Linked DNA regions of Mus musculus: region 1 is linked to region 2. The links are chromatin contacts, called in public Hi-C maps. All regions are on one chromosome and are shown on one strand. The core of a region is the stretch at or near the end of the contact, and the rest is flanking DNA. Distances in the headings are between cores, read along the strand shown.

Evidence for each region. A called contact is a pair of places that touch in the nucleus more often than the background predicts.
Region 1: a contact with region 2 is called in a Hi-C map of cerebral cortex, with 3 times the contacts expected there. The contact joins two enhancer-like sites. A contact is called at or near these places in 1 of 15 datasets of contacts at CTCF or cohesin (hippocampal excitatory neurons), 4 of 484 Hi-C or Micro-C datasets (the N1E-115 cell line, cerebral cortex, embryonic stem cells and 1 more) and 1 of 115 datasets of contacts at active chromatin or transcription factors (astrocytes).

The regions. Positions count from the first base shown.
Region 1 is chr8:109,463,476-109,469,300 of GRCm38.p6, forward strand. Gm39246 (a long non-coding RNA gene) reads right to left here. Exons shown (of 2, transcript XR_879182.3): 2 at 4,385-4,676. It also overlaps a transcript of Pmfbp1 not described here. Among named protein-coding and RNA genes, the nearest start is that of Gm35145, 5.2 kb to the left of the region's middle. Within about 2 kb of position 1,751, at least 72 of the 459 cell types and tissues checked have an H3K27ac peak or open chromatin away from gene starts, as enhancers often do. A contact at or near this core is called in the N1E-115 cell line and cerebral cortex, where this site is marked.
Region 2 is chr8:108,883,084-108,889,169 of GRCm38.p6, forward strand. All of the region lies in intron 4 of Zfhx3 (zinc finger homeobox 3), which reads left to right. Among named protein-coding and RNA genes, the nearest start is that of Mir3108, 51 kb to the right of the region's middle. Within about 2 kb of position 4,363, at least 175 of the 459 cell types and tissues checked have an H3K27ac peak or open chromatin away from gene starts, as enhancers often do. A contact at or near this core is called in the N1E-115 cell line and cerebral cortex, where this site is marked.

The DNA of each region.
Region 1 (5,825 bases), core at 501-3,000, 580 kb after region 2:
GTCCCACCACAGTGTTAGAACAATGGTCAGGTACTGGCTGAGAAAGGCATTTGCAATGATGTCTTCCTCAGCCATTTAGAGACACCCACCCACTAATGCAAGCCACCACAGAAACTACCTTTTTTTTTCCTCCCCCCCCCCAAAAAAAAAAAGATATCCAATAATTTCCCTATTTTTAAGGTTCCTTTTGCGTGACCTTCAACATGGACTCTCTGAGAGCTGGACTCTACCTAGACTCCATTTAGTTATTCCAGCAGGTTTTACATCTTTTTTAAAGTAGCATCCATAAAAGAGGAAGGTCACTGGAGGGCTAGGGCCATGCAAAGACTGTCAGCTAGGAGGACTCCGCCTCCTGCCTCTGAACACAGACAGACTGCTGACAACACCTGAACCAAGGGGCCAGAGGTGACCTTGGGCTGGAAACAAAGGACTAAACCCGGAAGAACGATTTCCCCCGTCCCTGCAGCAAGACGGGCAACTCACCCTAGGCTGCCCAAGAGCACGGAAAACAAAGGCTCATTTGGCATCTCTGATACCATCTTTGGAAGTGAATAAGACAAATAGCTTAAAAGGGGAGGAGGGATCGATGACACGGCTAACTTGAGACTGTCCGTATGAGACACTCTGATTTATCAGCCTTCATGGAAGCTGATAAGCTCTCGAAATGAGTGTTCTGTGATAGGCGGCTGTACCTCCTGGGCGTCTGGGCTGCTCCCCTGGTTGGGGGGCCGGGAGGGAGGTGACTGTGATGGAGACTGAAAACTCACCCTTTGATTCCATTATTCACTGACCCCATGGGCTTTGCCTCATTATGATGGGGCTGTTAATTGTGCTATTCCAAAGCACAGTCAAAAGCTGACAGAAATTGTATTTCACAACAGGTTTAGGGGAAAGGGGTGGGGGTGGGGTGGGGCGACTATTGCTGTCTTTTTTTTTTTTATTGGTATTATTATAAAGGCTGTGTTTCTTGCATTAGCAGCCAGAGTCAGAGAAAACCGCACGGCCACGTGGGAAGGAGAAGGGCAGTTCTCCCCAGGGCAGGGGGATGTGCGGGATCCAGCAGGCAGAGGGAAGCTATTATTGCAGATAAGAATAAGAAAATGGAGCTGTAAAGTGGGCGAGTAGCCGGGTTGAATATTGGTGTTGAACAGCGTCTGAGCGCCGGCTGGCACTGCCTGAGTAAGATTAAAATCTGCAGGGAAATTTTGTTCCTTGGCACTGGCAGAAATTAGGAATAAATTCAATTGCATTCTGCACAATAGCTGGAAGCGATTGAGGTTAAGTGGCCTCGCTCTCTGATGTGTTAGTATTACTGAGCGCTCTCCGCTCACGTGACTCTGCTCTTGGAACAGGTCGCCATGGCAACTGATGATTTCTATTACAGTACATTCAAGTTCACATTCTAGGCCTGTCATACACTTGGAAATTTCCAGTTAAAATATTTATTTATGAAAAAGGCAAAAGAAAAAAAAAAGAAATGAAATGAAGGAAGAGAAGGAAAAGAAAGGAAAAGCCCCCGTCAGACTCTTGCAAGGGTGGAAAACAAGTCACCTCTGATGCAGAATGATTCGTCTGTAAACAAGGAGAGAGTGTTCTATTTTCTCTTAGCTATTGCCACCAAACAAAACATTTCCCATGGGGGGATGGGCCAACTTTGTTGGGGAGAGGGGCAAGTTAGCATCATACCTACCTAGGTCTGGTGTGCAGGTGTGTGTGTTGTGGAGCCGAGGCAGAGCGACCAAGGCAGTCTGGAAAAGCCACAGCTCTGAGTTTCCACCCCACTCTCAGAGACACATGGTTCTGATTTCTGCTGCCCACTAAGCCTCTGCACTTCATCTTACTCAATGCTCAGCAGCAAAAGAGCTGCTGTCACCTCTCAGCCATAACCACGAGGCAGAGAGATTTCTTGTCATGGGTCAATTCTGTGGGGGTCCCCAAAGGTCCTCAAAGCTGACCCCAATAGAGGAGGAGGCAGCCTGGGGCGTAACATGGAAGACTGCTCTCTCATGGAAGCCATAACCCTGCTCCATAATGATGCTTTCTGTGACTTGTACTTCCACTGGGCACTTCCAAAAAGACCCCGGGGACAGCCCTTGCCCATCCCTACCCGTCTACTAACCTAGGAAGGGTTATACATGTCCACTGGCTTGCCCCTGGAAAAAGGCAAGCTAAGGGTTAAACTAAACCTTTCCTGGGAGAGAAGTCATTATTTCCTGGCCAAGAATTATGCAGGGATGGCTTGCTAACAAGGCCTCCTAGCTTTGTGTATGTTTTCCCCTTAGTCAGGCATATTAAATATGTTAATAAAAGATTCCCCAAAGCTTTCTCTATCAGAAGCTTCCAGGTGGCTGCAGTGACCCTGGGTGCCCAATTACCTGGTGAGGTCACCCCATGACTCACAGATGGAGCTCTCTCTCTCAATCTCTCTCTCTCTCTCTCTCTCTCTCTCTCAAAATCTCCACACTCTCTTTTTGCTCGTGGCTTCTGCTAAGCCTGGTTACAATCGCATGCAGCTCTGTGGCCAGAACCCATTATGTAAAGCAAGGCAGTGTCTCCTGCCCTTGCCTAGCTGTGAGAGCCATAGGCTACTACTAGTGTAAAATATGGATCGCTAGTGTGTCTCAGACCAGCAGAGTCAGAATCTCCAGGTGATTCTGCATCCTTAAAACCAACTAAATTTGGCAAGTGCTGCCCGTAGACCATCGAGCAGGCTAGTGATACTATGGCTGTCTGTGGGTATGTGTGTGCACGGACACATACCTACGCAAGTGTCCAGGTGTGCCAAAGAACAATGGCAGGCATCTCAGTTGGTCTCCAAACAGTTTTGGTTTTTTGGTTTTTTGGTTTTTGTTTTTGTTTTTGTTTTGAGATAGAATCTCTCTAGGAAACTGGAGCTCACCTATCTAGATAGACTGGCTGGGTAGCAGGCTCCCAGGACCATGCTGTCTGTCTCTGCCTCCCTGGTGTTGGAATTACAGACACATACCACCGTGCCTGATGTTTACAGAGATGCTGTGGAGTCAAGCATGGGCTTTCATACTTGCGCAGCAAATACTTTACTGATTGAGCCACTGCCCCAACCCAAAGCTTTCTTTAAAAAGGAATTATACTGACATCCTAATGTCTCCCTGTGAGATACTGAGCCAGAAGTCTTATGGGGAACTCCGACCTGCTATTCATGAAGAATAGGGGCAAGACAAACTAGAACAGTAGTTTTAAAGAATGTAAAGATTGGGCTAGTAGCTATAGAGATTCCTTAATGGAAGCATGAATGAATTTGGCCCGGCTAATACGAACACATTTTCTATACCACCAAGGAGTTATTTCCTGTATAAGAAAAGAAATTCTTCTTAAAGCACAGATCCATCAATGTGTCGATGCAGCTGCTCTAAGCAGAGTGTGTGCATGGATGGCTGTCACCGATGGGCATGAGGTGAAGTGTAAGGTTAAAGTTTTAGTCCCACTCAGCAGCTTTCCTATGAGGAATTGCAAGACAGGTGTTATGCTTGCAGATTGCTGACTGCAAGTGCAAAGTAAGGCGGCAGCATCAAAGATGCCAGCACTGAAGCCAGAAGCCTGGCCAGGGACCTTCCTGTTCTGTATTCAGCAGAGATGATGGGAAGCTCAGCAGATGAGCAGTCCAGGTACCCTGTGCTCTGTCTCCGTGTTCTCTTACACAAGCGATGCTTGAACATGCTTCTTCTTGGGGGAGTCTAGACAGAGCCTGCGGTGTCAATATCCCTTGTGTTGATCTTTCTCCCATATCCAGAAGCAAAGGGTAAAGATACTGTTGAACTTTCAATGTTCTGTCCATCCAGAAGTATGGGGTGAGTGATAAACACTTGCAGAGTCTGTTTCTGAGTCAATCCAAGGGTTTTCAAAAATTCTTTCTCCTGTGCTTTCTCCCCAGTCTTTCTCTTTCCTTCTGTCTGTCTGTCTGTCTGTATCTGTATCTGTCTGTCTGTCTGTCTGTCTGTCTGTCTCTCTCTCTCTCTCTCTCTCTCTCTCTCTCTCTCTCTCTCACACACACACACACACACACACACACACACATCCACGAGCTCTAAGGGAGAGGTGGAGACTGATTTAGTATGGTCTTCTAGAGGCCTGAATCCCCTTATCTGGAGATGAGTAGAATTCTGGAATGGAGTACAGACTTGACATCCATACCCAGCCAGAGAAAGGTAGAACCCCCCAGCCGCCGGCTCTGACCAAGCGTAGCCCCACTGCAGCCTTTCTGTGGGGCTGCAGCATCACCTAGTGATGCTCCGGTTTAAGTACAAGCTCTCTTCCTGGGAACTGTCCAATTTCATCAAACTGTAGTAAGATGAATTAGACACATTAATGAATGAGGGTAATGGTAAACATAATCCCAAACTGGAGGTGACCCCTAATTCCATTTTTATTTAGTCTGGAGTTGCCTACACAGCATTTGAGTTCTCCGTAAAGCAACGCGAACTCTCACACGGCCGAGTTTGTGCCAGGCAGGACAGACGGGACGGGGGAGGTAGAAGAGGGCTAACAAGGTTAAAGGGAGACTCAGCTCTATCAGCTCAGGTGCTTCAGGAAGCAGGATGCTGGAATGACATCTGAAGGGTGACATCTGAAGCAAGAGGCAGAGGTCCGAGGAATGGGACAGCGGGAAGAGCCTTCATTCTGTTACACGGGCCCAGCATCTGTAAAAGGAGAGGGGGGCGCTTCAACTGCAGCACATTACAACAGGGAAACATGGTACAGCGCTCTCCCACAGAGGCACCTTGTACTGCCAGAATGAGCCCTGGTACCACCGGTGTATGGACCCATCTTCCGCGGCAGCTCTGAAGATGCTCCCAGCCAGGGGGGGTCACTCTCAGCCGGAGGGGCGGGGCGGGGAGTTGTCAGCTAACTGCAGCTCTGTGGCAGGTGCTCTCCTCACACCTGGAGAGCATGCCTTCATGGCTGCTGCAGATGGTAGGGCAGCTGTCCTAAGGTCCCCAATGTCTATACGCTGTCAACAGGAAACCAGTGGGTTGATGCATCTAAACTTGCTCCCTCAGTCACAGACTAAGAGGAACTCAAGTTGTGATCTGTACTCCCTGGCATCACCCTCGGACAGGAGGCCTTGTGCCTTTCACTGGCCTGTTCCCAGCCCAGAAAACTAGGTTTAAGGTCAACAGTCTGGACCACTATTTCACTTAATGGTAGAGGATCCATTTGGGTGTAAGAGAGTCCATATCCTGCCCCAGGCATGAGCAATGATTTGCCTGGATCCCATGTCCCTCCTGCCTGAAAGCGATCTTTGATGCTGTTGACCAGGAGATGCGCTGTCCAGGTGAATGCCCTGATCTCTGTATTGGAAACATGAAGGAACTCGCACCAACTCTGGGGTTTTTAGAAATCCAATTTGGGCGGAATTAAGAAGCCCAGAAAGCACGCCAGGCAAGGGCACAAAGTTTTCTAGTCACAGTTAAGCCACAAAGCCCAGGATGTCTTGAATGAAAAATGCAAGGAGCGGCTTGACAAAGGATGCTGGAAAGATCTGAAGGTGGAAGAAAGCCCGCCACAGAAATAAAGGATGAGGGGGGGTGGGGAAGAGGGTAGAGTGAATGCAGGCTTTTCTAAGGCTCATCGAGGAAAGAAAGAAAGAAAAGAGCAGAAGAGGAAGCCAAATAAATGAGTTAATGCCACTAAGAAGGTTAGAGGCAAGGCCTGGACTGGGGAGGCGGAGCATTAGCCGGACTAATAAATAAAAGGGGGAGAGAAATTAATGGAGACTGAGTGGCAGAGAGACTGCACTGCTCTTTTAAATTAGTCTTTAACAAGAAAAAATAAAGGACAGGAGCATA
Region 2 (6,086 bases), core at 3,113-5,612:
CTTTGTAACTGGTGTGAGTCAAATGAATGGTCCTTCGTCTTTGCTAACTTTATCCTCTATACAGAGCTTTATAAACACAAGGGGGGGGGGGGTGGCAGGGGGATAGATGGCTCAGTGGATAAAGTGTCTGTCCAAGCTCGAGGACCTGAGTTCTGGTCTCCAGGTCCCAGGTGAAGGCTGATGAGGAAGCGCGTACCTGCAGTGCCAGTGCTTCTGTGGTGAGGGCGGAGACTGACACGGCCTCGGAAGCTCGCTGGCTAGACTGCTGGTGGGCAACAAGATGGCAGGAAATAAAGACCAGCAGTCAAGGGTGTCTTCTGCCCTCCACATGCACCCACCTCTCCAGAAGGGACATCCCACAAGAAGGGGACGTTGTGTGGCACATCAGGACAGCCCTGTCTCTGTAAGGAAAAGTAGCCGGTACTGAGCCTTTCACAGTTACAGTGTGGACAGGAACAGCACAGGAGACTCGGGAGTTGGCCGCCTGGTGGTGGGCGGTGAGTCATCAGAAGGGGACAAGTATCAGGGAAAAGAGTTGACTAGTGGCTGTTGGCCAGCCAGAGAGGACAAGGGGAAGGATGGGTGTTTATTACTTGCAAGACCTCCCCCCCCCCCCCAAATCCCTTAGGCTATACGGGTATCATGGCCCCTCTGCCCCTAATTCCTTTAGTTTGCAGTTCTTTGGTGGGAGGAAATCTCTGAGAGATCTCAGGGAAGCTGCCAGATGTCTGACAGAGAGATAAGGTCCATCCTGCCCTGAGCGGCCACACTCAGTGAGTGAGCACCACAGTGTCACAGCTGCAGAAATGATCCAGATGTTTGTGACTTGGAGGCTGAGGCAGGATTGCCACAAGTCTGAGCTTGGATTACATGCCATGACTGTGTTTCAGAACACAGACAGACAGGCACGCACACGCGCACACACACACACACACACACACACACACACACACACACACACACACAGATACACATATATACAAACACACACACACACAGATACATATATATACAAACACACACAAACATGCATGTGCACACACACACACATATATACAAACACACACACAAACATGCATGCGCACACACACAGATACACATATACAAACACACACAAACATGCATGTGCACACACACAAACATGTATGTGCATACACACACAGATACACATATATACAAACACACAAACATGCATGTGCACACACACAGATACACATATATACAAACACACACAAACATGCATGTGCACACACACAGATACACATATATAAACACACACAAACATACATGCACACACACAGATACACATATATACAAACACACACAAACATGCATGTGCACACACACAGATACACATATATACAAACACACACAAACATGCATGTGCACACACACAGATACACATATATACAAACACACACAAACATGCATGTGCACACACACACAGATACACATATACAAACACACAAACATGCATATGCACACTCACAGATACACATATACAAACACACACAAACATGCATGCACACACACAAAGTTTTAAAGGAGGCAGAAGTTACTTTTCTAAATAATGAAAACCTGGAAGGTTGGGGGTGCGGTTAATCACTGTTAAGTCATCAGATTGTCAGCTCTGCAGAGGAAAAGAAAGGCATGCACAGATCAGTATCTGACAGAATGGGAAAGGCTGGATGACACTGCCCCAGTGGGAACAGCTAGCATGGACCTGTGTTCCATTGGTTCAAAACAGAAATTACATTTTCTAGTAGTGTCAGCCCTTCTTACCTTAAATTTTCCCAGCATGATAGAGCTCAGCACCCCATTGCCTGTGGCTGCTTCTGTGGTAATTTATAGGCAGTTAAAGCGATATTTAAAATTCTTCAAAGGGATTGTTTCTCACTCTGGGTGACAGGGAAAGGAGGGGCCACGTGTGGAGGCCACCAGGCCTCTGCAGGCACTGTTGGTACAGCTGAGGAGCTAGAAGCCTGGAAGAGGAAAATGTAGATGGGGAGGGGCTGGGGTTTTGTCCTGCCCCATGTGACTTCTCTGATACTACATTGTTGTCATAGAAATACAAACCAGGGCTCGCCCACTCGCCCTTTGCCCATTTCCACCCCCTCAGAGTAGAATTGAGGGACCTGTTCTGCCTTGTAGGCATGAGCATAATGCTGGGTTGGTTGGCTGGGCCAAGTTTGTTTCTTCAGGTTGGGTGTTTGTGGATTAGTGTAAGATGCCCTTTTGTGGGTCCCTACCGGGAAGGGGGAAAAAAAAAACACCTCAGAGAGGTGGAAGTTTGACCCTCTTTTGGGAGGAGAGCAGGGAGGATGGGGAGGAGTCTTGGGGCTGACCTAGAGTCTAGGGAGAGGCCTGGGAGTGCCCACTGTGGTCAGTGCGGCTGTCTGCCAGCACAGAGGGCACAGGACCTGACAGGACGTTAGCTAAGCCTAGCAATCCAGCCTAGTCTCCTACAAGCTCCTTGTTTAGATTAGCCTGGAACCACACAGGAGGCCTGGCAGGCTCTTCCTTCCCGAGGAAAGCTAGGCCAGCTCCCTCCGTGTCACCCAGGTTGCAGCAACTCAAGCGTAAACTGGGTGGCCCGGTCCAAGTCTCTCCTCCTCTGTGTGCAAATTGGACACGACTAACCTTGCCATATTTAGCGCAGTGCTAACGGCCGACCGCTCGCCTCCAAGGGGTAATCATGCAGGCACAAATTCGGGAAGCCGCTAAGCCTATGAGCAGTCTTATGAGCATTAAAAGTGTCCTCTTGGCCAGAAAGGTCGTTCATAACTTGGCTACCCTGCTGATGTACAGTCAGTGATATTGATTGATTAATGTATGAAAGCCCTAGATCCATTTGCTTCTATGAAAAAGAACGAAGCGCCGTCGACTCTCTATTTTCACCTCATCCCTTTGTTTGAAGGACACTTCCCCCCTTCTTTTTGTCTCGCCGGCTGTGTTTAAGGGGGTTTCAGAAAGCCAGTTTCTGCCAAGTAATGCGTTCACAAAAGGAACATTGATTCGAATCAGTGTCGCTCCAGCTACCCAGAAAGGTCTGCCAAGGAGTTGCTCTCGTATTAACCTTCTGTCCGTGAAGGAAGGAAGGATAAACAAGGCCTGGAGTCAGCTTCGTAGGGTTTGAATTTGGGTTCTGGACTTGATCTAAAATGATTTCTTCCATGTCTGATCCTGGTGTTGGTCAGTCTCGCCGTAGGAGTTTAGGGGCTAGGGGGAGCATTAAGTGAAGTTACCCCAACCCCCACCACATTCCACATCCAAGACAGGATGGTAGCAAAACTTTCCTCTGCCTTTGGCAACTTCCAAAGATTTTTTTTTTCTTTTACTGTTTACTTTTTAAAAAAATCCTATTATCCAGATTACCTAAAGAACTAGCTTGTCCATGAAAAGTCAAAATGGGGTTGTTGGTCTGTAAAGGCCTAAAATGTCATTGGGCTAGCCTGGTGTTTTGGATAAGCACGTCTTGGCAGCTGATGAGCAGTCGCTAAAGTTTTCTTTCTCTAGCTTTGTCAGAAATGACTAAGAAGTTGGCCAAGTGCGGGGCGTGCCTATCAGGCCATTTAGTCAGCTTTGGCTGGCCATCTTTTCTCTCTGGTGTTGGACCAAGAGTGGAAGTGTGTTTCCAGCAGGCTGGGGAGTCTAGGTGGAGAGGGGCACCATCCATGCGCGCCTGAGGAGGTGCATTCTGCATCTTCGCCTGCAGGTGTCAGCGTGGAGTTCTCCCTTCTGGCAGGCCCAGAGGGAAAAGCCGGTGACTGGATTCTTTTTTGATGGGCGATAGAAAGTGAAAGCTAGCCAGTCTGCCCGGCTGCTTTCTGTGAGCCAAACCTCACTCACCCAGCAAAGTGTACATCACAGGGGACGAAGATGGCCCCAGCTGTTCATTTAGTACAGCCCGGCAAAGAGTGACCACCTTCCTGTCCCTACTATGTGTCTCAGAGCAGAAACCAGTTACCCATGGGGTCCCAGCTTCCTGAGTATTATGGGAGATTGGGGCAGGAGCCATAGTACAGCTTCCCCTACGCTTGGGACTCATAAGACATCTGGGCCTTCCCAGGGATTGTGAACCTGAACTCCACCCAGATGCCTGGGCAGCTCCCCTTCCAAGGGGCATAAAAGCATCAGGGTGGGGCTTGCAGGTGAATTAGACATCTGTAGGGATGTGTGCTCTGCAAGTCCCCCCTCGTTAAAAGACGCTGTGGTATAAGCTAGCTGCATGTGGCCCCGGTGTCAGTGGAGACGTACTACTTTTACCCTGGTAACCGGAAGCTGCTCACCACCACCCACCCACCCCCACCCCGAAGCCGCCGGGTTTTGTAGGACCCTTTGAATAGTCCCTCCTGCTCAGCTATGAGCAGCGGTGCAGTGCTGCTGACTTTTGTGGTCTGACTGAAGTGCAGGTGCTGTGCCAGGCCTGCCAGCTTTCTCTTGTTTGCACAGCAAAGGCATGGCAGCCGGGCACCGCTTCTGGCGTGAGTTGCCCATACACGGTCGCATCAGTGTCTTTGCCTTCAGAGAAGCCAAAGTTGTGCTGCTGGAGTGCTGGCCCATACAGGGAGCCAAAGTGACTTCATGACATCGTTTAATTAACACCACGGCTTTCTGATAGCAGTCTAAACATGGAGCCTTTTGGTAACAGCGGGCGACTGACCTCTGACTTCTGATGAGTCCTGATATGTTTTTTTTCTAGGGCTTTCCCCCTGTTTGTTTGTTTGTTTGTTTGTTTATTAGTTTTCTAATAGTTTTCAACAGGTAAAAAGCAAAATCCTAAACATGCCTGTGATCCTAGGAGCTGAGAGGTATAAACTGGGGAATCCAGAGTCCATGGACCGCCTCAGCTACAGATGGGGTTCTGGGCTAGCCTGGACTCTGCAAGACAGCCACAACAAATTAGCAGTTAAGTTCCTCCTGTGGGGAAAGGTGGCACTTGTGACCAAACGAAGGAGATGCTCCCTCCGTTCTCCAGTCCGAGGCCAGCATGAACTGGGCTGCGATTGCCGTCCCTGTCTCCTATCACAGTGAGAAAAATCTGCCAGCCCTCTTTGAACTTGCTGGTGTAATCAGAGAGCTATGGTGCACCGAACCCCCGACACCCCCAGTTTCTCTGGCTGGAGCTCTGGGCTCCATATTCCTCTTGCCTGAACTCAAACAGACTTTAAGGCTTGCTTTCTCAAAGGGAAACCTTCCCTTGGTTTCCAGACCAGCCTTGGAACCTGTAATTCCCTCCTCCCTCTCTCTCTCTCTCTCTCTCTCTCTCTCTCTCTCTCTCTCTCTCTCTCTCTGCAGAATAAATTACAATTTGCCTGATTTTATTAAAGGCTTCATCTCCCTGCCGTCTTCCCTATCTCCAGAGTGTTTCTTCCTCAGTGGCCTGCTCTTCCTTCTCTAATGGACCTCAGCCCCACGCCTCCTTATTACAGACCGGCAGCGGCACATGTAATGCGTTTACCAGAGCTCTCACGCACACAGCGCCATTTCGCACGCATGCACGCATGCATGCACTCCAGTGTTGGGGGATCCTGATGGCGGAAGGTGTGGAAATCTGTCACCTGATCTCATTTTCTCCATTGTCAGATGTGCCGGGTATAACTGATGTTGAGGTTGGAGCATTTTGCCATCCATCTGCCATTAACCCAGCCTCCTGGAGTGGAGCTGACCACAGCATGGAATATATTTTGGGGGAAGGGGAGAGATTGAAGATGGAGAATTGCGGCATAAATCTCTCCCCGTGGCCCAGCCCTTTCTCTGTATAATTGGAACCCATTTATCTGGGCAGACCGGAGAGAATTTTGCAGTCTCCCCATTGCCCTCAAAGAGACCGATGGGTATTTGTTGCTTGAATTTAGAATGGTTTTTCCATTTGAACTTCCCCCCTCCCTCCTAAATTTGTGTTTTAATTTCTATTTCCTAGACTGATTCTCTCCCCCCCCCCCCCCACACACACACTCTGACACTAATTATACCAGCCGCATTGGGAGCTCTCACTGCTGGGAGGTACCTAGCTAAGTGTTAAGAAGGGTTTTAAAAACAGGCTGAACTCTTTCTTAATGAGGCTCCATCGGGTTCTCCTCCGG